Linked DNA regions of Mus musculus: regions 1, 2, 3, 4, 5 and 6 are each linked to region 7. The links are chromatin contacts, called in public ChIA-PET, HiChIP or PLAC-seq and promoter capture Hi-C maps. All regions are on one chromosome and are shown on one strand. Each heading gives the region's core, a stretch centred on a gene start, on an enhancer-like site or on the middle of the called end of the contact. The rest is flanking DNA. Distances are from core to core; before and after follow the strand shown.

Region 1 (2,891 bases), core at 263-2,762, 660 kb before region 7:
ACATGTTCTTTAACACACCCCTGTAAAATGGCTTTCTATCTTGTCACACCAGCCAGTGAGGGACACACACCTGTCTAGGCTGGTGGCAGTGAGGTCTAGTTTCCTCTGTAGCAAGTGAGGCAGAAAATCAGGGGATGGCCTCTATGTAAGAGTCAATGTGACTGGGTTCTAATCCCAGCTCAGAGGTGACAGGGCCTGCTGACTGATGTCCAGCCATCTCTTACCCAGTCCAGAATCAAGTACAAGCTGAATGAAAGCATCACTGAGACTGGTCTAGATTTGAATTTCAATGCAGCAAGATGTAACGAGGCCCCTGCTCCCACCCCAACCACATACCCTGATGCTAACTCTTCTCTTCCCCCTAAGCTTCGGCCCCTCAGAAGTGAGGGCACAACTACCTTCTGTTTCTTCTCCATTTTGATGGCTTGCTGAGTGGCCTTCTGTTCCTGTACCCACAGCTGCTGGTACCGATGTTGTAACAGGTCAAAGAAGGGTGTTGATGGCCTGTGGGGAGAAGGGCACACAGAGCTTGAGGCCTGAGTAAGACCGGGGCACCCGCTTACAGAACAAGACACCTCCATGGGCTTCAGGCCTCGCCATCAGCAGACCAAATTAGCTCCCCAGGGCCAGGAAATGGTTCCTGTAGCGCCTAGAAACCCCAGAGAATCAGATCCCATACACAACGTGCTCTGCAAACATGGGGAGCCTCCATGCAGTTTCTTTTGAGGGAGCAAAGATTCTGTCCTTGTTGGGCAGGGTTCGTAGGCTTCCCAGAACCCTTTCAGCTATGCCTCTCATAGACCCTGGGCTCTGCCCTCGGTCTGCTGAGGCTAGTCTGGAAAAGACTCCTGCCAAGAAGGTGTTCCACCCTCAGTGTCTAACCTCCCTGGCGAATCGTCAGGATCTTCCTTTACAGCCTTGGTGTCTGATTGTCCTGGTCCACCTCAGCAAGAATGCTGCCAAGTTGCATGAGTAATGAGCTGTCACTCTTGGGGACTCTTCTCACACAAATTCTGTCCTGTCCTGGAGAACTGGCTCCACACTTGTCAGTCCCATTGGGCTGGTGGGACTACCCTCAGCTTTGCATCAGGGCCCATCTCTTTCTGAAGTTGCACTAGATGTCTTCACTGCTTGCAGTTTGGAAACCTGAGCCAGTGCTGGGCGCTCTGCAGGTACAATCCTTCATCACCTTAGTGAGGAGGAGGAGAACAGTGTCGGGCAGCGCTCTAAGTAAGGTCAGTTGAGTCACGGGACTCAAAGCTAATGTAGATCTAAGGCCTTCTAAGAAAGCAAAGCAAAACAAACCAAAATGCTCGTAGGCTGGGTCTGAGCTCTAAACAGATTGAACGACGGGTGTACAAACAGACAGCGGCCATGTGCAAAGGAGAACTCTGATGCTGGTGAGCAGTAGCTGTCCAGGAGACAGGCCTGTTGCTGATACCGCCTCGTAGCCAGGAATGAACTCTAAGCGGCTTGTAAGACAGAGTGTGCACACATACCAGACAGGAAGCCATCCTATTGTCTACAGACAGGAAGCCAACCCACTGCCTATAGTCACAAGTCAGGAAGGCACAGCACTGTGTCAAACCTGCAGAAAATAAAGCTGTCCTAACTGTCCTAACTCCAAGACTCAGGAAGTGGAGGCAGGAGAATCACAAGTTCATGAATCCCTGTCTTAAGTACCTACCCTCCAAGAGTTAAGTTCTCAGTGAGGAGGGCTGCCTGGGGCACAGACTGAGGTAATGGGGGCTGGAGAGATGATGGTTCAGCAACTTAGAGCACTGGTCACTCTTGCAGAGGATCCAGGTTCAGTTGCTAGCACTCATATGGCAGCTGACAACTGTCTGAAACTCCAGCTCCAGGAGACCGGATGTCCTGGCTTTTGAGGGCACTAGGCACTGATCTAGTACACAGCCATACATGCAGGAGAAGTACCAATACACATAAATTAAAACACTGAATATATAATAGTAATAATAATAAATAATAAATAATAATAAACTAGAATAATCAAGAGAGGTATAGGCGATGCACATTGGTGGGGGCTGAAACGGCCAGAAGGCTAATAGGAAATTCCCAGTGGATGAAATTTCCAGTGGATGGTCACTTCAGCATGGCCAGCCTTTTTTGCTATTCTTTTACCACTATGGTAACACAGCTGTGGCATAAAAGAGCGCATCTAAGATTGGGATATTTCAATGGTGGAGTGATGCCTAGCATTTCTGAGGCCCTGGGTTCGAGCCCCAGCACCACAAAACGAATAATGACCATTTTGACCTTGCTAGCAGAGGACTCTTCCAGAAGTCATGCACTAGAAGGGGTGCAGCATCTCCTGCCACATGTATTTGGGGAAAGTCCAGGCGACCAGCTCTCCAGACCAGTGCTTTCTAGTAGAGACATCCCCCAGCCATACTGAATGCGAGCTAGAATCTCTTGGGACCACCGGTACTGGGAAAGGTGACACCTCAGGGTTGGACTTCTGGCCTCTACTGCTTTGAGACCTTGAGTTTGTATTGTTTACTGCCCTCCCACCTTCCTCCCTAACCTCCCTCGCTCCTATGTGTGACAACTTGTTAAGGAAGCCCCAGAGTGTTGTGGGAAATGATGTGAGAAAGTCAGAGCCAGAAACACTACACAGTAGTTTAGGGGTTCTCTCAGTCCGAGACACCTCTGAGGTCCTAGGAAGCTGCAACAGTCACCTCTCAGCTGCATAGACACCTATCTGGTCAGTCATAGTGCTGACAGTTTTCCAAAGCAGCCAGGGAGGGTGAGTATGCGGAGCAGCTCAACTTAGGACCTTTCTGCCCAGACCAGAGGATGAGTAGGTAGACCCCAGAGGAGAAGCAACCCCCTTAACTGTCCAGCAAGGTCAGAAGCTGCAAACCTCTGCC
Region 2 (3,078 bases), core at 530-3,029, 920 kb before region 7:
GCTTAAAATAAATGAGCGGAGACGAAAGCCACTTCAAAAATGTCCAGGAAGCACACTGAACCCCCCCCCCCCCAGTGCAAGCTGCAGTGTGGCTGCTGCTTTCTTTGTTGGGGAGGCCTCATCTTTGCTTCCCCAGCTGACAAGTCTACCGAGGCCTGAGGCCTTTGAGGAAGCAGGTCTCGGGGACAGAGGGCTGCGCTGTGGCTTTACATGGGCAGGTGTCATTATCCCAGGTCAGAACGCTAGCTCTCAGCCTTGAGGCTCCCTCTGATTTCATTCTCAGCCCCTGGGCAAGACTTTTCCCCTTTGCTAGGCCTTAGCCTCTGTTTCTGTAAAAGGTGGGGGATTGGATAGAAACTCTTCAAGCTATTGAAACTTCCTCTCTGTGCCCAGCAGCTGTCGAGGGAAGAAATCCAGAAAGAGGAAATGACTTGCCCAAAGCCACCAGCTAACTCCTCTGGCCTGTCTTATTCTGCAGTGTCTTGTCTGTCTTCGGAGCAGAAGGTTTTCATCTGACTTGACACTGCCTGGTGCTGTGGCCCCCGGAGCCCCTGAGAGCTCCTCCAGCTTGACCCATGCAAACAGGTGAGCTACAGGAGCAGGAGTGACTCGGTCCCCAGCACTTGCTGCTCTTCCAGAGGGCCTGGGTTTAGTTCTCAGCACCTAGATCTATTGGCTCACTGCTTGCAACTCTGGCTCCAGGGTTCCAAAGTCCCTTTCCCAGCCTCTGCTCTTCCTCTGTCCCACCCTTATACACATTAATACATAAAGATAAAACTTGTGAGACAGGAACGATTGTTGTCCAAAGTGAGGTGAGATTAAGATTAGTCTAAAGATTAAGTGAGATATCACTATGTACCCACACTGTCCACTCCCTATAGGCCAGTCACTGTCGGGGACTTCAGGGTAGTTGTGGGAGGAATGCCTGAGTGTTCCCCACTGCTCAGGGTAGAAACTTAGGCTCACTGTAAATCTGTCAAATTTACAACATCTAGAGTTGGACTTGTGGCTATCATCGTAGGCTGTGTGTACCTCCCTCTGGGTTACTACACAGAGTCCTTCCTCCACGATGCCACCCTTGCCTCTTCCACAGCTACACGCAGCTTTCCTCCCCCTAGGCCAGGACACCTCCACCTCTTTCTCCCCCACTCCCATAGTGTTTTCGACCCAGCTCGTCGCCGGCGCTCCATCCCCCTTTACCCTGGTTTGACTTGGACTGGCCTTCGCCTCACAGAGTGCCCAGAAGCTTGCAGTGCCTCCGTGGGTGTGCGGCCCCGAGGGCGGGAAGGCCCCTCAGGAAATGGGCGTGGGCGGGGTCGAGGCCATAGAGGCCAGGCAGGCTTGGCCGATTGTGACCACAGGTGCTATGGCAACCCGGTCACATGACTCGGCCGGCCGCCCAAACCAGGAGACCCGCCCAGTTTCCCCCCACCCCCACCCCCATATGATCTGGGCGCATATGACTTTTCCTCCTGTAGAAACCGGTCCCACGTCTGCCCCAGCGTCTTTCATTTAAAGATGGGGAAACTGAGATCCAGGGAGCAGGGTCAGCTTCCAGCGCCCAGATCCGCACAGTTGGCTACACCAGAAGCAGGATTTATTCTGTCATCCGATCCCCCATTGCTCTGTAGCTCCACAGGCGTTCTGGGGTTTGCTTTGTGGCCCTGGGGAGGGAGAGCCGACTGCAGATCAGGACCTCGGTGGATGGAATCCGGGACCAGGACTCGCCCCAGCTGAGGCGCTCACCGATGACGCATAGCTTGGCGTCCCAGCAACGCCGTTACTAAGGAGCGGAGCGCTGTCGGAAACATGGATGCAACCACAGCCCCTCATCGCATTCCCCCGGAAATGCCTCAGTACGGGGAAGACTACTACATTTTCGAGATGATGCAGGTGATCAGGCGCCCGAGGATAGGGAATACGGCTACCGGGCCGGGCCGGCAGCATGGTCTGGGGGGAAATCCCTTTCCTCAGTTTCCCCACCTGTGAAATGGCGCAGTAGTCTCCAGGGCCTCTTCTGGCATTGTATGGGAAACCTCAGCCGGTTCCTGAGCCCTGAGTCTTACCTAAGCTGGGCCTTGGAAGCCCTAACAAGCTAGGCTCACCCACCTCACTCCAAGACCAGTTAAAGAGATAAGCAACAGAAAAAAAGAAAAAGTCAGAGAAAGGCTTATTTCCTGTGACCACAATGGAAGGAGGAACACGTTCAAGAAGTTCAGTGACCTGCTTCCCGGGGCTAGTTTTGGGGTCCACACAAGTCTAGTGTGATCCCGCACCTCACTGACCCATATCTGTCTCCGTTCCACTCCCTCCTGCAAGGTGGTCTGACAAGTTGGAGGAAAACTTCCCAGGAGACCCGCCCCTCTGGCTGGTGCCAGCCTTTTCCTTCTCCTGGCATGAGGTTCCTGGGAAATTCCAGTTCCCAGGACCAAACCGATTGTCTCAGCCGTCAGGCAAAAGACACATGTGTTTTGTCTCATGAGGGTGTCTTTGACCCTGTTAGGACAAGTAGGGGACCGTATAAGTTTTAGATGGCATCCCTATCCAGGTGGTCTCCTCTGGGGCAGCATATTTTCTACATAGCCTCTATCCTCAGAATTGGCCTTTTGAAAGCCCTCGTCCCTCATCCCTTATACTAGCTCCCAGCTTGTCCTGGTTCCCAGGCAACTGTGGCCTTCAGCCAAACCATATCCCCATCTATGTGTGCTCCAGTTTTTGACTTGTGCTCTCCAGAGGTGAAAGTGACTTTTAGGGGCTGGACCGATGAGCTGTCTAACAGTCAGTGATTCTGGGGGCCGCAGGCAAACTAGAGCTCAGTTTCTAGTACCCTATACTGCAAGCCTAGCATGCACACGCGCACACGTGCGCACACACACACACACACACACACACACAGACAGAGAGAGAGAGAGAAGGAGGGGGACACCGTGCTGGCACATGAGCCCAGGCCAAGGAGCCTGAGTCTACTGAGCAAGCTCCTTTGGAAAGTGTTAATGGAGGGGAGACCAAGGAGTGGCCAGCCACAAATAAAACAGCAAATCTGGGGGCACGAGAGGGGTGATATATGATCCTGGCCTG
Region 3 (2,897 bases), core at 238-2,737, 520 kb before region 7:
ACATGGGCTGCCATGTGTGTGCTATTGAATGAACCAAGGTGCTATGGGAGAACAACCACTGAGCCATCTCATCTTAGCCTCCAAACATGAATAAAGTTTTGTTCTCTTGGAAAAAAAAAAAAAAGAATTCAGAGATCTGCCTCCCTCTGCTTAGCACGGTCAATGAGCTAGCTGGGTGGGACACAGACATGAAATTACCATTTCTGCCCTACCTGGTCCTGGACTTTGTCCCAAGCTGACATTGAACTCAGGAATCTGCCTGCCTTTGTATCTTTCTGACAAGCTGGCTCATTAATGCAGCTACCTTTGTTCCTTTAGATTTGTGAAGCCACTCATATAATTCATATTGTATCCTTATTTTTGCATAGTTGAGAGAGATGGCTGGAGAGATGGCTCCGCAGTTAAGAACACTGACTGCTCTGCCAGAGGTACTGAGTTCAATTTCCAGCAACCACATGGTAACTCACAACCATCTATAATGGGATCTGATGCCTTCTTCTAGTGTGTCTGAAGACAGCTACAGTGTACTCATATCAATAAGAAATAAACCTTTGGGTTGGTGAGATGGCTCAGTGGGTAAGTGGGTAAGAGCACCCGACTGCTCTTCCTAAGGTCCAGAGTTCAAATCCCAGCAACCACATGGTGGCTCACAACCACCTGTAACAAGATCTGACGCCCTCTTCTGGAGTGTCTGAAGACAGCTACAGTGTACTTACATATAATAAATAAATAAATCTTTTTTAAAAAAAAGAAAAGAAATAAACCTTTAAAAAAATTATAAGGGCGGGAGAGATGGCTCAGTGGTTAAGACTGCTCGTCCTAAGGTCCTGAGTTCAAATCCCAGCAACCACATGGTGGCTCACAACGATCCGTAATGCGATTTGACGCCCTCTTCTGGTGCATCTGAAGACAGCTACAGTGTACTTAGATATAATAAATCTTAAAACAAAACAAAACAAAACAAAACAAAACAAAACAAAACAAAACAAAACAAAACAAAACTGGGTGCACCAGCATCTGTCTGTAATCCCAGTACCAGGCTAAGACAGAGAGATCCCTGGAACTTGGTGGTCAACCATTCTACCTGAATTATTCAATAGAGACCCTGTCTCAAAAACTAAGGTGGAGCTCAATCAAGGAAGACACCCAACATCAATCTCTGCTTCTTTTTCTCTCTTCCTCCCTTCCCCCTCCCACCCCCTCCTACCCCCCACTGAGCAGTGGTGGTACACACCTTTAATCCCAGCTCTTGGGAGGCAGAGGCAGGCAGATTTCTGAGTTCGAGGCCAGCCTGGTCTACAGAGTGAGTTCCAGGACAGCCAGGGCTACACAGAGAAACCCTGTTTCGAAAAACAAAACAAAACAAAAAAAAAACCCAAAAAACCAAAACCAAAACAAAAGTGAAAGCAGTAATGGAAGAGTTGAGCAAAATTGGCTGTTTATGGTGGTGTATGCCTTAATCCCAGCAATGAGAAAGCAGAGGCAGGCAGATCTATGTGGGTTTGAGGCCAGTCTGATCTATATAGTAATTTCCAGGCCAGTCAGTGCTAAATAATGAGACTCTGTCTCAACAAAAACAAAAAGTAAGCGGGGGGGGGGGGGGGGGGGGGGGGAGATATTGAAAGACCCACAACGTTCTGACTCCAGAGAGGTGACACCCCAAATCACTCAAGGTCTTGTTGCAAACTGCAAGAGGACTTTTTATTTCAAGAGCGCTCTCGGGCCTACAGTCATACACCATGCAGGGGTAGAGGACCATGGCACCCTGAGTAGTTGGGTAAGGGGGTATTTAAAGGAAGAAACCACAACTCAAGGGGGTGGGAAGGGCGTGGTTGGAAAATACCAAAAATACCAGTTAAGAGTCACGAGGAAGTGGAAAGTCAAGACAGTTTTCTAGGAGCCTCTAACAATAGCACCTTTGCATAGCGGGTTCCAGCAACAGTCAGGGTGGGTCAGGGTGACTTTCTTTGAATGAACACTTCCTGAACACAGGAAGAGGGTGGGTGAAGGAATGTTGCTATCTGTTTTATGATTAGCATGCCTTGGAGTATTGAGTCACAAAGGTCACATTCTCAAGCATGGGCCTAAAGGCCTAGAATTTTTGTTTTTACGTTATACTTTTTCAATATGACTGTAGGCTTAGATTTTCTTTTTCTTTCTTTCTTTTCTTTTTTTCTTTTTTTTTTTTTTTTTTTTTGGTTTTTCAAGACAGGGTTTCTCTCTGTATAGCCCTGGCTGTCTTGGAACTCACTTTGTAGACCAGGCTGGCCTCGAACTCAGAAATCCACCTGCCTCTACCTCCCAAGTGCTGGGATTAAAGGTGTGCACCACCATCATTTACCCTCCCTTCTAGCCCCTCCATCAGAGGTAGTGGGGAAAGAAGGTTTATAGGAACGGGTTATGGACCTGTTTAAAAGTAGTTCTTTGTGGTAATTCCACTCTTCATTGTCAGGACACCAGCAGTCTAGTCCAATCAACTGAGTTGCCAAGGAAACCAGAAATTTTCCACTGCATATGACACAAAAAAAGAAAGAAAAGAAAATTTAGCAGATCTTGTTATATCAAATTTAAATAGATTAAGCTCATGAAGTATAAACATAAATTGGCAGATTTGATTATAAAATATGCATTATTTATGACACATTAGTGTTTTCTTGTGACATGTCTTTTTGAGTTTGGTGTATCATGATGCCTCGTGGGATGAATTAGGAAGTGTCTTCCTGACGCAGATGATACAGGTTTCGAGTTTTTGTGACCTTTTTTGTTCCAGTTGGGCTTAGCCCTGGGTCCCAAGGTGCCTGATACTCAATCGTCAACAAAAGTCAGCTTGAGACAGTGGCTCTGAGTTCATTGTTCCACGTCAATGAAACTTTCTTTAAACTTTTTGATTCTTTGTG
Region 4 (3,010 bases), core at 29-2,528, 1.0 Mb before region 7:
TCTATGGACTTGTTTTACCACAATGGAAACAAAACTGGGCAAACAGCCCCCACACTCCCCACGGCCGGCTGGGACTGACACCAGAAAGGATTCAATGCAAACGCCTTCAGACGGAGGAGTCTCCTGCTATTTCTGCCTGCGAGCAGGCTCTGTGCCCCGGTGAAGGGAGACCTGGGACCTGCACCCACCTTTTTGAAGTTCTGGGAATGGTGAGCACCACTGGGGCGATTCCATCAGACCTAAATCATCCAGAGCCACCCAACTCCCCGAGGGACTTTCTACAGGTTGACCCCCAAATCAAAATGTTACCCCTCTCCTGATGGAGGGCTTTGCAGACTTGGAAGAGCACAGGTGGATAGGCACAGCTCTGCCAGTACCCAGGCTGTCCAACTCCACAGCTAGGGTGACTTGGCTTTCCCCACAGTAGTCTCATAAAAATGCTGGCTTTCCCAGGACCCAGTCACAGACCACAGCATCCATCCGTGGGCATCTCTGCAATGAGCCCTGTTTTCTAAGAAAACCACAACTCAAACTCACCTTTTCCTCTAGGTGAGAAGAGCTACAGATGCTCAAGGAGCCAAGAGCCTTTGGCAGTGCCTCCCCTCCATCATCCTGTGGTCTGCCTCACCTTGTCATTTCCCTTCAGTAAATTCCCAAGGAAAGGGTGTCTGACTCCCCTCCCCGGTGCTTCCAGGAACTTTTGAGAGGGTCATCAGAGCTACCAATCCCTTCTGAGATCCTGGCACAGGGCAGCTCTAGCCCAGGGGGACACCAATTTGGGCTCCTCTGGTGCCCCTAGAAAAGTGCTCTGTGTGTGTGTGTGTGTGTGTGTGTGTGTGTGTGTGTGTGTGTGTGTGTGAAGGGGGGGATTGACTTTGTGTATCTGGGTGAAGCCTAGCCCCCTACAATGAAGTTTCACAGAATTCGCAGGAGGAAAGCTCGGTGTTTGCGCTATCTTGGGGTATCGGGACTGGTCCATGTTCCTTCCTTCTTCTCTCCCCTGGTGATGAGCACTGCATCCAGAAGAGAGACTACCACAGTATTCTTCCTCTCACCTTAAAGGGAAGCAGACACCCTCCCTGCCTTGGGCACCCAGGACGAACTTTTCAGCGGAGCCCAGCCAGCACGGGTCTGGCAGCACTCACCGTCAGGGAGCTGTCCCTCTTCTGAGTTCTGCCCGAGAGCCACGAACCTCCACACTGTCCCTGGGGACTGCTCTCGGCTCGGTCAACGTTATGAGTCTCTGCACAGACAGACACTTCTCCTTTTCGTTTCTGTGTTTCCCGCCCCCCTTCTGTTCCCCTCCCTGATTTTCAATCTGATTATTTGTGTCAAAATCTGGCGGCTGCAGCGTCAGCCAATGACCAGAGCGCGAAAGTGCAGCCACATTTGCTTATCAAAACTTCACAGAAGCTTCTAACCCACTGGAAATTTCTCCAGAAACTTTCAGTAGCATTTGGGTGAAAGAGAGTGGCTAACTTATTAAAATGTAAAAGTCTAGCATTGACTTACAGTCCCTCATCCTTGCTTTAGATTTTATTTCTTTCCCTTCCTTCTTTCCCTCCCTTCCCCCTCTTCCCCTTTTCTCTTCTTTCCCCATCCATCTTCCTTTTCTTCCCCCTCTCCTTCCTCTCCTCCTCCTCTCTCCTCTTTTTCTCCCTTCTTCCTCTTGCTTCTCCTCTCCTAGATTCCACCATCACACACTTTCTCGCTGAGGCATTAGAGGGGCCCCTGTGTTTAAAGCTCTTGGATCCTGGGCCAGTACAGATCACTCTTAACCAACAGGATTCTGTCTCCCACTGAGCTCATTCTTAAAAAAAAAAAAAAATGGAGTTTCCCCCAGACAACCACAGACCAGCAGAACCACAAATAGACAGAGTAGAAGAACAACAAAAAAAGCAAGGTAGTGAATTTGGGGGCCTTGGAACCTGTACCTGGCAAAGTTCAAGTACAGATTGAATACCCAAGTACCACGGCCGGCGTGTGCTGCCATCTAGTGGCAGCATGAGAGACAGAGAGGTCAATGGGGGCCCCTCTGGGTACCCAGGCCAGCGCAGGGCATTTCACCCCATTTGAGCAGAGCCCCATTCCCTGGTCCCCACTTTCTTTTCCCTGCTCTGCCCCTTGGCCTCCTCCCGTTTGGGGATGACTGATTTATTCCAGGAAGTTTTGCATACAGAGAGAACTCCACCAAACAGCACTGTTAGCTGATTTGCATGCTCTTGCAGCCAGGACTGGAGAGATTACATTTCCCCCATAAAGAAAACAAACACGGGACAGGAAGCCCCGATTGAAACTGCAAGTCCAATGTTCAAAGTGTAGAGAAAAGAGATGTTTCGTTTGAGGCCTTTCTGCTGAGGGGGCTAACCCTGTGGCAGCGGCCGGAGGTCACAACAGACTCCCCAAGGGGACACAGGTCCAGACTGGTGGCCACAGATAGGAGACAGCTACACCCAGCCCTTGTTCTCTCTCTCTCTCTCTCTCTCTCTCTCTCTCTTTCGAGACAGGGTTTCTCTGTGTAGCCTTGATTGTCCTGGAACTCCCTCTATAGAACAGGCTGGCCTCGAACTCAGAAATTCGCCTGCCTCTACCTCCCAAGTGCTGGGATTAAAGGTGTGCGCCACCACACCCAGCCTTGTTCTCTCTTTATAAAACGTCTTGAGTATTCTTTGGGTGGTACACGTTACCAGCCAGCACTCGGTGAGAACTGAGTCACTATGCAGAAAACTTAATAGACCATACGTGGGACATTTTTAAACTGTTCCCTGACAGGGACCAGCCCTCATTTCTTGTCACATACACTTACACTTGACTGTCTTTCCTGCTGAGCCATGTCTCATTCAAATCCTCCTCTGTGGACATCTTTAATGGTTTTACACCCACTTCCCTCCCCATAACCTTCCCAAAGCTTTGGCTTTCTAAATGCACAATTGTTAGGCTGAGCTCTGGCCTCAAGCTGCTGTGTAGCACAACCAGTTCAACGGTGGCTCTGAAGCTGGCGCCACAGGGG
Region 5 (3,243 bases), core at 369-2,868, 850 kb before region 7:
CCTCCAGAAACTATATGATGAGGTAAGGTGATTCAGGCTCAGAAAGGCAAAGCATACCAGGTACTCACTCTCCTCTGCTCACCTTAGCTCCTGTTTTTATGAATATTCATTTTATATGGGAGTGGCAGAAGTAGGTGGCAGGGAATTCATGAGACCATAAGAAGATGGAAAAGACAGTGTGGGTAACAGAACACCTTTGAGGGACCAGAGGCAGGACATTCAGGAGTGCAGAGGGTCAGCCAAAACCTAGTAGGTATTAAAAATGGTACAGGAAACCCTGCTACTTTGCATTCTGGGATAAAAAAAGAAAGAAAGAAAGAAAGAGAGAGAGAGAGAGAGAGAGAGAGAGAGAGAGAGAGAGAGAGAGAGAGAGAGAGAGAGAGAGAGAAAAGAAAAGAGAAAAGAAAAGAAAAGAAAAGAAAAGAAAAGAAAAGAAAAGAAAAGAAAAGAAAAGAAGAAAAGAAAGAAAAGTGTCACTTTCCTGGTGAGGAAAAAGAATTTCCAACAACCTCCAAAATGACCCTAAATACACTTCTGCCATTTTGTTGATGTGAGGCAGCGTTCTCGGCACTGACTTTTATAAAATCAAAATATCCATCCATTCTGGGTCCTGTAGTATAAAATATTCTGCCAAGATTTAATTCTCATTTATGCAAATTTCTTTCCCTCTTTAATTAAAGATAAAATACATTTTTACTAAAGAATTGTTTTAAAATCAATTCCTTTATGGTTGATTATCAGTAAGTGTTTGGCTTGCATGTCTACTTTATTCTGGACCTATATACGAAGGGTCGCAGGGCTGTGTGAACATTTCTCAGGAAAAGGAGTCATGAGTGACAAAAGCTTTAGAAATCTTGGTGTGAGTCTCCAGGAGGCTAGCGGGTGCCAAGCCAAGTTTGGTCAAAAGCCCCTGGGACTAAGCAAGAGGGCGCAGAGACAGCAGCAGTCCATCCGTCCCCAGGGGGGCGTTGGGGGCAGGGTGTGTGACTACTGAATAGTCCTTTAAGGGAGGGGCGTACACAGATGTCACCAACAGCTCAGGAAGGGAACCAAGTGTTAGTGTATAAAGCAAATTACTTTTATGTCTGGACTTGGGACACTCACCCGGTACAGAAGGACTGACAAGGAGAGGGTGCCCTGGGCTCTGGAGCACACAGAAAGAATATCTGAGAAGCAATTTGATTTCAGGCAGGCTTGGATACATCTCCATTCACTATGGAGTTTTTAAAAAATTCCTCTCTAAGGACTGTGTACACAATTCTAATCTACTTTATTTGCTCCTAGGACATAAGACAGACAGGAAGTGTACTAAGATGTTTGTCTGTGGTACGATCCGCTCCTGTTCCCTGGTACACCGTTCTCTGTGCTCTCCCTCCTCCCTCTGTCCTCTGCCCTCCTCCCAAAACCTCTTTCCTTGACAGCCTCTCAGCTTTGAGAGGCTGAACATTCTGGTGATTAACTCAGAAAGGGATTTCAACCATGAACCGTTCCCTTCCCCCACCCCCAGATTCATCCAGGAAAGAGAAATGTCCTCAAATAAGTCCGGCTGGCGTGAGGACAAACACCGGAACTGTAACTCTGGTCTGGGTGTGATGTCAGTCATAAAACACTCCGGTATGGTGCTGCTGGCTTGACACTAGGAGGAAATCCTGGCAGAATTATAGCCATGAAGCCAGTCTAGGGATACAATACAGAAACCTATAACTCAGATACAAAAACAATCTCTGAAGGCCCACCAGCCACCCACCCTCCTCTTTTTTTTTTCCAGGAGGATTCAATGAAATTAGAATAAAATAAATTTACATATATATCAATTTTATTATTAAAATATATTCACACTAGTAAATAGAGTTATTGGAGAAGGGCAAGCTTGTCTGCGTGCCAGACTCAAAAATAGACCTCTTTGGCTTATCAGAAAACAAAGTTATTGTCTCCTCTCCAAATATAAATCTCCTTTTCGAGCCAATAAGTGCAGTATGTTCAAATGTAATGCTTTGTCAGGCTCCCACCTCATAAACCCACAGCCCATAATAGTAAATTACATTCCGCCGAGCCGTATCAATCTCTGTACTACCACCTCACGGTGAAGGAAGCCCAGCAATTGATGTGTCGAGAGGAAGGAGAAAAAGTTATTTGAGAACAAATAAAATGGGCTATAAAGTTTGTTAAAACGTAATAATAATAGGGGAGAGACAAAGAGAGCCGCTTCCAAGGCTGCACACAGAAGGCTGCCCTTGGCTTGCTGTGAAATAATTCATTTCCTGCTGCAAGTCTGCAGCCATGTGTTTTCTTTAAGATCCATGTTCACTATGCAGGGGGTGGGAATAGGCTCTGAAGGAGACCCGGAAGTTTGTGGCATCTCAGACAGCTGGGTATCTGAACCCCTACTTTTCCTTGAGACCTTAACCCACCCACCCCCATGGTCTCAGCCACAATCATGGATCCTGCAGAGGTGACAGAGGGGACCTTGATGGCTATGCCATTTAGCAGACTGCTAGCAAGGGTGTTTATTACAGCTGTCTTCTCCAGGGTCTCTCTATTCTATTGGATTAGTTTTAGGACCACCAGGAACACTCTAGAACGTTCCCCATCTGTAACTTAGACTGTACCAAACTGGAAACTACCATTTAGGTACCTTTGAGGAGTGGTGGGGTCTGAATTCATAGTTTTTATGTTTTCTAAGTTGTGTGTGTCTTGCATCCAGAGGTTGGCTTGTCTCTGCCAAGGCCAAGGGCTCTCTCCTTGTAGCTGTCAGCATCCTGTTGGTGCTGTAGCTGTCAGCATCCTGTTGGTGCTGGTTGCTGATGTTTTCTGCTAGAGCGACACTTCCCATAGCTGTTGTCTCCTAGAGATCAGCTGCTATGGAGAGAGAGGCCAGCAAACCAACCCTGTGTGCATGGGGCTGAGGCTACACCTCAAAGGCAGATGTCTAAGAGCCAGCCCTTCCGTACAGCCAAGCTTTCTTTACGTTGCCCTCATCCTGGTGGCCCATGTCTTAATTCCAGCACTGAGAGGCAGAGGCAGGTGGGTCACTATGAGTTCAAGGCCAGCCTAGTTTACATAGTAAGACCCTGTCTCAGTAAAATTTAAAAATGTATTTTATATGTATGGACTTTTGTATATATGTTTGTACACTACATGTGCCTACAGAGGCCAGATGAGACCATGGCATCTTCTGGAACTGGAGTTAAAGACAATTGGAGCTGCTGTGTAGGTGCTGGGATTGAACCTAGGTCCTCTGGG
Region 6 (3,213 bases), core at 136-2,635, 620 kb after region 7:
TGTGGATAAATATACTTATATCCCCCTTTCTCTTTATATAAATTTAAGGTTAAGGGGCTGGGCTGGAGAGATGGCTCAGCAGCTAAGAGCACTGACTGCTCTTCCAGAGGTCCTGTCACTGTAAAAGGGGGCGGAGATCATTCAGTGAGGGAAGGGTCATCTGTACAGCCTGTGTATATTAGTCAGCTGGTGCACACACCACTGATACCCAACTCCACAAAAACTCATTGCTGTGCTCCCTGCCTTTCTTCTTTCACGTAAGCTACTGGAACTCGTCCCATACTGGAGTACATGAAACACTTTGTTTTAATAGCTGAACAATTTCCCAACCTAAGGATTACTACAGTTAGCCTGGGAATTATGAGGACCCGGGAAGATTAACACACACACACAGCTAGCGTCTGGAGGCTTGGTTCTGAAGATGTGGTTTTATCCTCAGCTCAGCTCAAAATTCGCTGCTAACGTTAGGCTGGAGGTTTCCCGATAGAGAATTCCCCTCACACCCTCTGCCAATCCTCTATCTCCAGCCAGAAGCCGGGGAACCGGACAAAGAGATCCCCACCAGAAGCCCTTGCTTACAAAAGTCGGAGCAAAATACTGGATAAAGCAGATACTTAGTTTCAAAGTGACCACTGGACTCAGGACACACCTACCAGATTCCTAAACTCCAATACCTTCTCAAGCACGGCACTACCTCTCTCCCCTCTTCTACAAAAAGTTCCTAACCCAGTCCAGTCCAACGACTTCAAAGATCTCCTAGTGTGAGACAGTGAACTCGCCGGGGCGCGACTAATCGCCCAAGAAACCTTTAAATTTAGTTCAACTGTGTTTATTGCAGCGGCGGCGGAGAAGCCATTCAGTTAACTCGGAATTATGCGGCTTTTCAGGGACAACCGTCGCAAGCCGGACGTGTCGAGGCGCGCGTCAGCATCAGCAGGGCAGTTACATTTGCGGGCACCTGAAGAGTTTGGGCAGCGAGTCAGCTAACGAGCAGCACTAAAGGTATGAGGACGCTGGCCCAATGGCGATCGGAACCCGAACAAAGGAGGTGAGCGGATACTTGCGTCAGCTTGGGTCACTTGGCCGCTCTGGCCAGAGTAACGCATCCCTTAAGTTGCAGGGATCCCTGTCCCTTTAAGGGGGCTTAGTTCTGTCCCGTTACTTCCGCCCCGAAGTGGCTTGGCGCAGGCACGTGGACGGGAGTAGGGTGAAGCCGCCTCAAGCTTTCCCCTTAACAGACATGGCGACGGCCGGGATGCCGCGGGTGCGTCCGGCCGTGACGTCACTTCCGGGGCGGGGGAGGCAGAGTGGTGCAGTGAGGGACAAACAAAAGGAGGCGCTGGAGGAGCGCGGCGGCGGGCGGCCGGACTGGGAGGTGGAGGGCCCGGGCTGCCTGCGGGCGGCTGCGAGCGGAGAGCCCAGGTGAGCGGGTCGGGTGGGGGATGAGACGCGCGCTGTCACCGCACGGGACGCTCTCCTCGGACGCGCGCTCCGCCCCTTCAAGTTCTGCGGGGCTCTCGCTGCCCAGGGGCGCCGGCCACCCTGGCCCCGCGCTGGGCTTCGCTCCGCCCTGCCTCCCGCGGGCGCCGGCTCCGGTCTCCACCCTCCAGGCCGTGCGGCGGCGCGCGAGCCCCCTCCCGGGCACCCTGTTCTCCGCGCGCCTCTCACCCGAGTTTCCGCCGCGGTCCTCAGGCCGCACTTGCCGCGCTGGTCCCCGCAGATCCGCGCCCCTTGGCGCACGCGCCCCCTTCCCAGAGGTTCCACCCGGGGTTCTCTTGACAGCTCCCCCACCAGCTCTTACAGTTCTTGGCCGTGGGCTTCCCGGCGCCGGCTTCTCTTTAGACCACTCCCTCTTCCTGATCTCCCGGACTGTCCCCTGCTATGGGGAAGGGAGCACAGGCTTTTGGGACCTCAGACTGGGGCTCCCTGAACGACCGACTCCTGATATGAGAGTCTGTTTCGTTCTGTCCCTGTTTTGTGCATCTCTTGGGCAGGAGTGACAAGTACAGGAGGTTGTTGGTGAGCTGGAGGTCAGCAAAGGCGACCCCAAGCTGAAGGAACAGCAGAGTTCGGGATGACAGTGGCAGGGGGTGGGGGCTTGTTTTTTGAGATAGGGTCTCAACTATGTAGCCTTGACTGTCCTCAAACTCTCTCTGTAAACCAGGCTGGCTGGCCTCGAGCTCACGGAGATTCACCTGTCTGGTTCCTGAGTGCTGGGTAGAGACGTGGGCCTCTAACCTCTGTTTGAGACCAGGGTTCTTGAACCTGCCATGCACTGGACTGGAGTGAGTCAAGATGGGCTGGTTCTGCTTGATACAGTTGTTGTCTTGTTTTGAAAGAACACATTGAGTGAGCATTAGCTTTTTCTTGATGGGAACTGGGCTGACATAGTGGTAGTTCTAGGACAGCCACTCTTGTACAACCTCCTCTAACGCTGCCCTAGCTAGGACAGGGACAGCTTTAAGGATGAGGTGTGGAGGGGAGAGAGTCTTTGTGAGGATGGGGACACTTGTCTGCTGAATTTTGGAGACAGAAATGAGTAGCCAGAGGCTACAAAGTCTTTTCCTGCCTTGCAAGTGTGTCAGTGGTCTCTTTAACTCTGCCATCTGTGTTATGTCCTCTGAAGTAGAGAAAATGGCCAGTGCAGGAAGAATAAGTTGACCATTGAGGGTAGGAGAGGGGGTATATTCAGAGGCTCAGGGGTGGTGCCAGTGGGCTAGGCCGTTCATCCTGCTGTTTCCTTGATGAAGGTCGGGCTCTCCTCCAGCTGTCATGGGCAGGCAAGGGCAGGTGAGCAGTGTTGGAGGACAGCTTCCTGGAGATTTTCTGGGGTCTGAAGCTCCACATTGTTTGGGGGATGGTGTACAAAGCAGGGACCAGAGAAGCAATTGACAATACCTCCCACACCCAGGAGTCAGCCTCACATTCCTGTTCTCCATACCTAAGGCACATTTGCTAGGATGGAGTTTCCTTGCAAATCTGAATGGCCTTTGTGGAGGGCATGGGCTTCTGAGGGTCAGCCTAATGGGGCAGAACCCCCGCTTGCTGCCTGGAACCAGCCTGTTCCTAGGTCACTGTCCTGAGACTGTAGATTTTCCAGGTTTTTACAGAGACATTGAAGGGCAGGCTGACCAGTGAAGACCTCTTGATAACTCAGAAGGAATAAATGCAGACATTAAATAAATATAGACTACAGTGGTCCTGAAGCAGCCC
Region 7 (3,077 bases), core at 282-2,781:
ATCTTGTTCTTAGGAACCTCAAACCTGACTGCGCCTACATTTATTGTTCCATTCCTCACTTCAGAATTTGGGGCATGAAATATTGACGCTCTGAGCTCAGAAGTCTGGAAGGCTAAGCACCCAGGGAGAGCTGGAGGGCGGGCCTTGAGCGATTCGCCAATTTTGCCTTGCTGATGCAGCTTCCACCAGAGCAGAGCAGAGCCATTCTGGCCCTGAGCAGCCATTTGTCAACTTGAAAAGGGAAATGAATTTGTCAATCTTTGGCTTGGCCTTTGACCCCTAGAGGGTTCGGACCCATGGCTCTGGAAATTTGGCTGCCGATTGTAGGCAGCCCTCAGTCACAGAATCAGGGGACTGTAGAGTATAGGGAGATGGAAATAGAAATCTTTGGTGGCATCCGTCACCCTGAACTTCTCCCTGCACATCTCTCAAGGTTTGCCCTACCACTAGCTTACATATCTAGAGGCAAAGCAGACTTCTAAGTGTTCTTAAGTTACATAGTGTGTCTCTGTGTGTGTGTATATGTGTGTGTGCAAGTCAGAGAACACTCTGCAGAAATTGGTTCTCCCTCAGCCGTGTAGGTCTAGTCAAGTTCGGCAGCAGTTGCATTTACTTGCTGAGCTATCTTGGATGGTCCCTAGCCTAGCACTCACTTTCTCTCTCTCTCTCTCTCTCTCTCTCTGTGCGCGCACACATGTGCTTGCACACTCGCTGCTGATGTGAATTCCATCTTAGCTAAAAACAGTGAGCAGGGAGCGCCCTTCCCTGTATCTCTTGTCTTGCTAAAACGTATTGCTCACTAATACTTAATGATATGATTTGACTCTCCAACCTATTCATGAGCTTGTTTGAAGGGAAGAATCCACTGGGTTAGTCATGGTAGGATATGACATCATACATAGCAAAGGTTCTTTGAATGCCTAAAATGAACTGTAAACGAACTCATTTGCATACTAGAAAAGACTGCTCTTTAAGCTGGATGTTCCCATTGGAGGGTTTCGTGAGCAAAGCAAACCAGATCTTCTGTGTCACTCCAGGTCTGGGCCTCAGCCTTGGCTTGGAGGATCGGGGCCCACATCTGGCTAAAGGTTCTGCCTTTCACTGGCCCTTGAGACTCACATAGTGTGTATGGGGGATGACGGGGTGAAGGTGGGTGGCAGTCCCAAACGTTGTTGAGCAGGCTTCTTGTGTTTTCAGTGTTGTTGAGTCTAGTTTAGGATCAATTAGAGGAGCTTTGGGCCTGAGGAGGATGCTGAACTTGGGTAACAGACACGGAAAGCTAGCCCACAACTTGAGATGGAAAACTCTGGGTTACCGGAGGCTCTGATCTTTGATGGGAGGGCATGCGGAAGTCCTGAATTGGAGCTGTCAGTCATAGGTTTGATCTCTTTCTCTGTGTCTGAGGAAAGGGGTGGGGTCTATACCGAGCTGTGGCGCGGAGGACTCCAAGCCGGTAGAGGGCGCTGCGCCTCGCGCCAGGCTTAGTTCGGCTCCGGGCCATCAGGGGGCGCTGTGGCGCGAGCGGCGCGGTGGGCTTCCGGCAGGTGGCGCCGTGGCCGCGGGGCCCAGGCCGGCGGGCGGGCGGCGGCGCGGCGCTGCGGCCGGCGGCTCGCGGCCCCGGAGCGGCGGCTGCGCGGGAGGTGGAGCGGCGGAGTGGCAGGCCCGGTGCGGGCTGGAGCGCGGGCGGCGAGCGCACGAGCCGCGGCCGCGCGGAGCCCGCCATGACGGCGCGAGTGTGAGGCGCGGCGAGCACCGGTCCAGTAGAGCGGCGGGCGCGCCGGCCTCTTATCCCGCAGCGGCCGGGCCGGGCCCTGATGAGCAGCGGCCTCGGCCTCCGGCGCAGCCCGGAAATGTCCGGCAAGATCGAGAAAGCAGGTGAGGCGGGCGGGCGGGCGGGCGGCGCGCCTCCTGGCCTCGTGCGCTAGACCCCCAGTCCGGGCCCCAGCCTGGCAGCGACGCCGCGAGGGCCATCTTTGAACCGGGCCTGCCCGGCGGCGGGGGGCCTGTGATGCTAGCAGGATTCTGGGGGAGCGAGTGGAGGTCCCTGTAGCCTTGTTCCCTGGAACATCCCACAATGGCTGGAGCCCGGGACCCTTAGGAGGCCTGGCCCCGACCGCATGCAGAAGAGCAGGCGCGCTCCAGAGGTGATCGGCAGCCCAGTTATAAAATGTGTCACTCCTAATGAGCCTCGAGTTTAACCACAAGTGTCCACTTCGGTGGCTTCAAAGGACAGCAGGCTAGGGTGTGTTGGAGCGATGTTTCAGGGAGCAGCCAAGTTGTCCTCTAATATTTCTGCCTTGCTCTGCAAGCAGGGCAAGTGGAGAGTCATTGGGGATGGGGGAATAAGGTGGATGCGATCTTGGTGCAAACCTCATCTCTTTGTGTGTTCCTGGAAATCTTGGGGAGTCGCCTCCCAGTTTTTCCCCCGCCCCCCGGCTTGCATATTCTGGGAGTTAGATACTCCCGAGAGTCAATTACTGTTGTGCATATGGGGCCCAGAGCTTAATTAGCCGTCAAGCAGGGACTCCTTTTACGGGAGGGCGGGTTCTTGGCTGGTAGGTAAGGTAGGCAGTGAGTGGTCCAGGGCCTGGGTTGGGGGTTGTCACAGTGGGGATACCCAGTTATCCTGGAAACTTAGTAGAGAAGGCAGACTTGTAAGAACCTGAAAAGGTGTTCGGCCGCACTAATTTTTGGAAGCTGCCATTTCATAGGTGGACTTGAGGATATTTGGATGTATATTAGCAGGGGACCAACCAGCAATGAATGTAACTTTTGCAGCCCTGGTTTAAACACAGGGACAAACGTTTTGGTATTCTCTTTTGAGCTATGTGTCTTCATTCTGTGTTTGGTCTCTGGGTTGTGTTGTTTATTAAACGTACTTGAAGATTGCCTGCCAAAGTATGGTCTCTGTTTTCAGGACCCAGAGAGGTTCAGTGAATGTTTGTAGCCCACCCAGCAAGGGGCATAGGTAGGGTATTGACATCTGTCTTCTGACAAGAAGTAGGATAGCATTCCCGTGGCTGGACTGTTCCTTTTCAGATGCTGTTTCTGGGGTGTTTGTCTCCTTGTCCTCTTGC

Evidence for each region. Promoter capture Hi-C pulls out the DNA fragments that hold promoters and counts their contacts. ChIA-PET counts read pairs in DNA pulled down with a chosen protein or histone mark. HiChIP or PLAC-seq counts read pairs in DNA pulled down with a chosen protein or histone mark.
Region 1: a promoter capture Hi-C map of the HPC-7 cell line shows a contact between it and region 7, with 2.9 times the contacts expected there. The contact joins the enhancer-like site here to the promoter of Rapgef1 in region 7. A contact is called at or near these places in 8 of 39 promoter capture datasets (the 3T3-L1 cell line, the HPC-7 cell line, frontonasal cranial neural crest and 4 more), 1 of 15 datasets of contacts at CTCF or cohesin (large pre-B cells), 1 of 484 Hi-C or Micro-C datasets (the N1E-115 cell line) and 1 of 115 datasets of contacts at active chromatin or transcription factors (large pre-B cells).
Region 2: a contact with region 7 is called in an H3K27ac HiChIP or PLAC-seq map of embryonic stem cells, with 3 times the contacts expected there. The contact joins the promoter of Ak8 here to the promoter of Rapgef1 in region 7. A contact is called at or near these places in 5 of 115 datasets of contacts at active chromatin or transcription factors (embryonic midbrain, embryonic stem cells, forebrain and 1 more).
Region 3: an RNA polymerase II ChIA-PET map of memory CD8 T cells shows a contact between it and region 7, with 6 read pairs. The contact joins the enhancer-like site here to the promoter of Rapgef1 in region 7. A contact is called at or near these places in 3 of 39 promoter capture datasets (the 3T3-L1 cell line, cranial neural crest and liver), 1 of 15 datasets of contacts at CTCF or cohesin (large pre-B cells), 7 of 115 datasets of contacts at active chromatin or transcription factors (embryonic basal ganglia, embryonic forebrain, embryonic hindbrain and 4 more) and 1 of 9 other capture datasets (embryonic stem cells).
Region 4: an H3K4me3 HiChIP or PLAC-seq map of embryonic stem cells shows a contact between it and region 7, with 5 times the contacts expected there. The contact joins the promoter of Gfi1b here to the promoter of Rapgef1 in region 7. A contact is called at or near these places in 2 of 39 promoter capture datasets (liver and pre-B cells) and 2 of 115 datasets of contacts at active chromatin or transcription factors (both in embryonic stem cells).
Region 5: a contact with region 7 is called in a promoter capture Hi-C map of pre-B cells, with 2.1 times the contacts expected there. The contact joins the enhancer-like site here to the promoter of Rapgef1 in region 7. A contact is called at or near these places in 7 of 39 promoter capture datasets (the 3T3-L1 cell line, the HPC-7 cell line, cranial neural crest and 4 more) and 1 of 15 datasets of contacts at CTCF or cohesin (large pre-B cells).
Region 6: a contact with region 7 is called in a FOXA1 HiChIP or PLAC-seq map of pancreatic cancer cells. The contact joins the promoter of Lrrc8a here to the promoter of Rapgef1 in region 7.

Annotation. Positions count from the first base shown.
Region 1 is chr2:28,962,234-28,965,124 of GRCm38.p6, forward strand. It overlaps Cfap77 (cilia and flagella associated protein 77), which reads right to left. Exons shown (of 6, transcript NM_001166705.1): 4 at 399-504. Among named protein-coding and RNA genes, the nearest start is that of Barhl1, 47 kb to the left of the region's middle. Within about 2 kb of position 1,513, at least 3 of the 459 cell types and tissues checked have an H3K27ac peak or open chromatin away from gene starts, as enhancers often do. A contact at or near this core is called in the HPC-7 cell line, where this site is marked.
Region 2 is chr2:28,698,382-28,701,459 of GRCm38.p6, forward strand. Ak8 (adenylate kinase 8) reads left to right here and starts at 1,780. Exons shown (of 13, transcript NM_001033874.2): 1 at 1,780-1,893. The coding sequence starts at 1,810. It overlaps Spaca9 (sperm acrosome associated 9), which reads right to left and starts at 1,270. Exons shown (of 5, transcript NM_027283.1): 1 at 1,201-1,270.
Region 3 is chr2:29,101,179-29,104,075 of GRCm38.p6, forward strand. No RefSeq gene overlaps it. Among named protein-coding and RNA genes, the nearest start is that of Setx, 22 kb to the right of the region's middle. Within about 2 kb of position 1,488, at least 79 of the 459 cell types and tissues checked have an H3K27ac peak or open chromatin away from gene starts, as enhancers often do. A contact at or near this core is called in liver, memory CD8 T cells and pancreatic cancer cells, where this site is marked.
Region 4 is chr2:28,620,704-28,623,713 of GRCm38.p6, forward strand. Gfi1b (growth factor independent 1B) reads right to left here and starts at 1,279. Exons shown (of 7, transcript NM_008114.3): 1 at 1,146-1,279. Gm52548 (a long non-coding RNA gene) reads left to right here. Exons shown (of 2, transcript XR_003954006.1): 1 at 1-209; 2 at 550-1,500.
Region 5 is chr2:28,769,338-28,772,580 of GRCm38.p6, forward strand. All of the region lies in intron 11 of Ak8 (adenylate kinase 8), which reads left to right. Among named protein-coding and RNA genes, the nearest start is that of Mir3088, 38 kb to the left of the region's middle. Within about 2 kb of position 1,619, at least 13 of the 459 cell types and tissues checked have an H3K27ac peak or open chromatin away from gene starts, as enhancers often do. A contact at or near this core is called in pre-B cells, where this site is marked.
Region 6 is chr2:30,236,384-30,239,596 of GRCm38.p6, forward strand. Lrrc8a (leucine rich repeat containing 8A VRAC subunit A) reads left to right here and starts at 1,386. Exons shown (of 4, transcript NM_177725.4): 1 at 1,386-1,422. 1700084E18Rik (RIKEN cDNA 1700084E18 gene) reads right to left here and starts at 1,248. Exons shown (of 1, transcript NR_028299.1): 1 at 814-1,248.
Region 7 is chr2:29,618,189-29,621,265 of GRCm38.p6, forward strand. Rapgef1 (Rap guanine nucleotide exchange factor (GEF) 1) reads left to right here and starts at 1,532. Exons shown (of 26, transcript NM_001039087.1): 1 at 1,532-1,875. The coding sequence starts at 1,815.